Linked DNA regions of Ovis aries: region 1 is linked to region 2. A link is a contact called in public Hi-C data. All regions are on one chromosome and are shown on one strand. The core of a region is the stretch at or near the end of the contact, and the rest is flanking DNA. Distances in the headings are between cores, read along the strand shown. Region 1 has its middle 21 kb from the start of ZFP36L1. Region 2 overlaps RAD51B (RAD51 paralog B).

Region 1 (2,700 bases), core at 185-2,684, 430 kb before region 2:
AAATGTGGCTCTCCTTCAGGTTTAGGGGAGAAGCCCGCACAAATCTGGTTCAGGGAGCAGCAAGTTCACGGGCCCGGGGCACTTGGCAGAGGTTTTCGCTGGTGGGACATGATTCCTGGGCTCTGAGGCAGGTGGCTAATTGTTCAGCTTTCTCTGCATGTTGCCCCTTTTGAAGTGGGGTCTTTGGGTACCAGATGAATAGACCTGGGGTCTCTGACCCTCTACATCCCCTCCCCTTCCACCATCCAGTTCCATCCTTCCAGTCTCTGCATCTCCTTTCACCATCTACAGCTTCTCACCTGTTCTACCTGCTGCCTCAGACTCTCTCCCACCTCCCTGACATCTCTTCCTTCTTCCTGTTGGCCTCAGCTTAGAGGTTCCTCAGAGAGGGAACAACAGCCTCCTCATCCCAACTCTGAAATAGTTTTCCATGCATACAAGTTCTTTGAGCAGCTTATTCTTTTCCTTCAGAGGAATTTGAACACTTTCTCAAATGGAACCGTATTTATTTATGAGATTATCTGTTTAAACGAATCTGTCTCTTCTGTTAGAGAGGGTCTCATGAGGTAGGAGCTTGGTGACGGTCACCTCTGGTCTTCAGTGCCCAGCAGGGCATATGAGACTCAATGAGTGAATAACAGGATCCTCAGGACAGGAGGAGCCGCTGGGCCAGTTGTTCTATAAATGTCTCCCTAGGAGCTGCTCCTGGGAACTTGTTAGCAAGGAAATGCAGATGTCCTGACTTTGGGTGTAGGAATCTGGGTTTGAAGCAACTGGGCACTCAGATTCAGGGGGCACAGAGGAGTTCAAGAACCACTGGCGGAAGCAAATGCCCTGCTGTTGGATCAGTGCCCCCGCGGCAAAGGGCCGCCGATAAAAGGCACTGGGGATGAGCAAGTCCACGTCGGGCCCGCCGGCCCGGCCGAGTGTCCGGGACCCTGGGTCATCACCGGGACCCTTGCCCCGGCCCGCCGTGCTGTTCGGCACACCGGCCACTGGAGGGCAGTGCGACCACGTTGCATCGCGCCCCTGCTCGGCTGCAGGCGGGCGCAGCCCTCGGAGGCCTTCCGGGAGGCGGCCGGGGCGGCTTCAGGCAAGAGACGAGAAGTAGGGATCGCGGCCCAGGCTGCGGCCTCGGCTCACAGGTCCCCCAGACGCTCTCAGAGGCCGAAGGAGCCGGCTGGAGCGCACCCCCGGCCCCGGTATCGCCGGGGGTGGCTGGGTGGGGCTCCGTGCCTCGCCTCCTCCAAGGCCAGGCCTGCTGCCTGGAAGGTTGGGAGTTTGGCTCGCTCGGGGCCTGGAAAGTTCAGCGGCCCCGAGAGTGCGGGACGCGCAGGGGAGGAGGCGCCGTCCGGCCGCAAAGGGCAGAGCGCCCGCCCGGGGAGGGCGGCGGGACCTTGACTGCCTCCCCAGAGGCAAAGGGCAGCCTGCCGCGTGACCCCTCAGGAGTGCAAAACAAGGCGGCCATCTTGGCGGCGCCTTAACCCCCTCGTGGCCGGCGCCCGGCCCAGCCCGGCGGCGAGGGCACCTTGAGGGTTGGAAGCTGCGATGCCGCGGAATTTCCAAGACCTAGAAGAAAACCTTGGATCCTGGCAACTCCCCCCGGGGTGGTGGTGGTGTTTGGAAACCCCATCCCATATCCCATATAGCATGAGGAGCCCGAGCCTTTGTAAGTGAATTGATTTGTTCCAGTCACCCCTTCCTTCTTTGCCCCTTATTCCAGGATCAGAAAGCTTAGAGGCCGCGAACAGGCAGCAAACGTTGCTCCTGGTGGTCTTCAGGTGTCTGGGACTAGCCCAGCGTCAGTCGGCACCCCCGCCCCCAGACAACTGTATCTCACAGCATTAACAGCAGCTTCTTCACACGCAGGCCCGTCTCCCAGCCAAGCCAGGGACTGGCAGCTGAAGCAGAATTGAAGTGGCCTGCTCCTTTGAGCTCCTCTCCACCTTGAGGCCTTCAGCCGCCTTTCTGAATGCCATTTGAGGAGCCATAGGCCCTCCAGGCTCCACCGGTCCTGCGGTCTTGTATCTGACCTGGTTCACACATTGATATTGTCTGTCATACGAGTACTTTTCAGCTCTTCGCATATCCTTTCTTCTTAATAGCATCGGTTCTTCAAGATCCAGCTTAAATATAAGCTCCAGGAAACCATCCTCCATTTCCCCCTTCATTTCCAGCGGAGCCTGTCTTTTCCCTCCCTGCCCACCTGTGGTTCCACTGACCTCTGCTGTAGGAGCTTCTGTTTTCCTCTCTCCTCTCTGAACTGTGGGCACCAGGAGGGTAGGGACTGTGTGACAGTGGTCTTTGTATCCCCCTTGGTCCCTCCCATATGTCAGTCGTACAGGAAAGGGTTATTCCAAGAGTCAAGAGATTATTGAATGGTTTTAGTGTTGTAAACAAATTTTCCAAATATTTTGAACCTTGAGCGAAGGAACATGCAATGGAATTTTATTAAGCTGTGATGGAACCCTTTTGTGTTTAATTGCTTTGTTATTTTTAGTGGAAGGAACAAAAACCATGGGTCCTAGCTGACCAAGAGGACTAACTAACCACTGAGCTCCAAGTGTTCTTGTTGCTTCCACTGTGTGGCCTTGGGGTTGGAGCCTGTGACATGTGAAGGCTGGCCCCAAGGACCAGCAGAGGAAGGTCTGTGTGTCTGACTGGGCTTGAGGCTGTGATTTCAGGCTGCCATCTCAAGAT
Region 2 (2,756 bases), core at 153-2,652:
AGGGGTTGTAAAACAGCTTTGTGTGGAAGAAGGGCAAGTTTTCTCTTCAGAGAAGCTCATTTCATAGGGTTGGGCAAAGAGAGAGATGATGATGGGGTAGGGGGCGGGGAAGGGTGGGAACGCAGAAGAAGGGGAGGCGGGCGAGGAGGAGATAAAGGAGGAAGAATCCCTGGCTTTAAAAAGCAACATTGTCCAGAGAGGTGAAAGGGAACAGATGGCCGTGGAGAATGTGGCCCTCAAAGCCCCAAAGAAAGGGGCGATGCTGACAGATCTTGCTGTTTCCCATTGACGCCTGAATGTTCTAGTGTGGGGAGCCGAGGCCAGTGGAGGGGGGGAAACAGACCTCTGTTCCCAGCGACTCGCTGGGGCACCAGCGGTGTGGAGGATCACTGAGAAAAAAAGCAGGCGGGGGCAGGGAGGGCAAGCAGCTGTGGCCGCAGAGGGCAGGACGGCCGCGGGGGCGTGCGGGTTTCCACAGCCTTCTCTTTTGGCCCGGCCAGGAAAGGTCAGCCCAGCACTGGTCTTTGCCCTGGCAAAGGTGAAGGAAAGGACAGTGGCTGGGGCCCAGTGTCTCAGCATCCTCCCCCACCCCCAAAGGCACTGGGGGAGGCCTGCCGGGGACCAAATAGATACCTTGGGAGAGGGAAATGAAGAAAATATTCCAAATGCTTTTAGAGGATTGAAACTACAGTAAACAAGAAATCTGGGTCTTTGAAAGAGGTCAGAGAATCTTGCCAAGTAAATCCCGTATGATTTCAAGGAGTCTCAGGGCAGAGAAGATTTGCTGAGGAAATCCAGCAGGAGTTGGGGGGCAGACTCAGGAAGGAGCCCAGAGATCTGAATCTGCGCCCAAAGAGGCACCAAATTCTGAGTGGGGCTTTGCTGGACACAGTGGGATGACAGGGGGAGAGGAGGGACCTTTGGCACCCAGGGTGTGCTCGCAAGTGTGTGTGTTTGCGCGCGCGCGCGCATGTGTGTGTGTGTATCTGTGTGTGTGTGTGTGTGTGTGTGTGTGTGTGTGTGAGACAGGCACCAGGATGGGGTTGCTGGTGGGCTCACTGCTGGTGGATGTCAGGAGACTCACAAGTCACCATGGAGCGATGCTGGTATAGGCACGTCTGGTCTCCTGGGAGTGCATATACCCCTGCATATGGAGGCCTGGATGATTGGTTTAAGGAGTTAAGGGTTTGTGGAAGCAGCGATTGCAAAAAGGCCCATAAACTTCAGGGCACAAAGATGCATCCATCAGTATACTTTCCTTAATCCTTAATATAACTCTGATCAAGAAAATTTCTGTTCCAAATGACCCCTTGAACTCTCCCTACAGCCCCTAGAGGATGATGAAAGAATTCAGCCCTACTCCTACCCAATGAGGAGGGAGCCACATTCTTCTTGGCTCACTGTCCTGTTGGCCCACAGAGACCTGCACAAGCTCAAAACATTTCTCTGGTTTTGATTTGCCTCTCTCTTCTGCCCTGACTCAGAAAATGAGAGAGAACTGAACTCAGGCCTAAGGATCTTGAGACAGCGGGGCATGAGTTTGGGGAAACAGACCAGAATCATTATTTGGAAACATTCCTACACATCTTAGACCCCCACAAATACCTCTCATCTAACCCCCAATGGGAATTGCTTAGTCACAGTGTCCGACTCTTTGCAACTCCATGGACTGTAGCCCACCAGGCTCCTCTGTCTGTAAGATTTCCCAAGCAAGAATCCTGGAGTGGGTTGCCATTTCTTCCTCCAAGGGGATCTTCCCGACCTAGGGATCGAACCCGTGTCTCCTGTATTGGCAGGTGGATTCTTTACACTGAACCACCAGAAAGCCCTCAGTTGGGAGTAAGAGAAGTTAAAAGGTGGCTCTAAATATATTTAGTGACCTGGCACATTCATCTTAACCTGGGCTAGGTCTCCATTTCCCCAGGAAAGAGGATGTGGCAATGGCTGTCAAGCCATATTGCACTGTGCATACACTGAGTTACTGAGAAAATTCCCATGGAGCAGTGTAATAAAAAAAGATCAACCATGATGAAGACTTTGCTTTTTTATTTCCCAGCTTCATCCAAATTGCTCCCCAGGCGCTTTAGATTTAGAAAGCTCCACTAATCAACCTTATAAACAGCAGCCCAGCCACTACACAGAAATGACTTTGTATAGCTCCTAAGTGAATTTACCCCTGGGGATAGAAGATGCCCAAGGCTTTAACAATTACAACAGAACACAGCCTCAGGAGGAGAATAGAAGACAAGTACGCTTTGACATCCCAATTGAAACTCTAGGCTGAATCCAACATAGAAGAATGTAATTACCTTTCCTAGTTTGACGGTCCACTAAAGAAACTGGAGAAGTGGAATACCTATTAGGTCCCCACTAATCCTCCTCCTAAATTCAAAGCAGGGTCAGTCCCTGGAATTCATTTCTGGGTATTCTTACTCTCTGCTATTGTTAAACAGCTCAATTGATAAGTGCTTGCAGCTAATAATGCTTTCTACTGAGCCCTCCCCCTCCTCTTTCCCAGCCGCTCAAAGCACTTTACAAATATCACCTCATTATTCTTTACAACACTCAAGTGAGCCTGATAGGTGGAAAGGTTCATTATCTTCTCCTTACCAATAGGGGAAATAGACAAAGGAAGAAGTGACTCATTTGAGCCAACAAAGCAGGGGCAGAACTGGAACTAAAACTCAGCCATCTTCTAACGGGACATGTCCTATGTCAGTCTGGAAAGCTGTTTTGCTGATGGGGCAGGATTTTCT

What was found. Hi-C and Micro-C count contacts between places; a contact is called where the count stands out from the background.
Region 1: a contact with region 2 is called in a Hi-C map of omental adipose tissue, with 4 times the contacts expected there. The contact joins two enhancer-like sites. A contact is called at or near these places in 4 of 16 Hi-C or Micro-C datasets (mesenteric adipose tissue, muscle, omental adipose tissue and 1 more).

What each region holds. Positions count from the first base shown.
Region 1 is chr7:78,722,420-78,725,119 of ARS-UI_Ramb_v3.0, reverse strand. No RefSeq gene overlaps it. Among named protein-coding and RNA genes, the nearest start is that of ZFP36L1, 21 kb to the right of the region's middle. Within about 2 kb of position 1,434, at least 34 of the 54 cell types and tissues checked have an H3K27ac peak or open chromatin away from gene starts, as enhancers often do.
Region 2 is chr7:78,294,732-78,297,487 of ARS-UI_Ramb_v3.0, reverse strand. All of the region lies in intron 8 of RAD51B (RAD51 paralog B), which reads right to left. Among named protein-coding and RNA genes, the nearest start is that of ZFP36L1, 410 kb to the left of the region's middle. Within about 2 kb of position 1,402, at least 9 of the 54 cell types and tissues checked have an H3K27ac peak or open chromatin away from gene starts, as enhancers often do.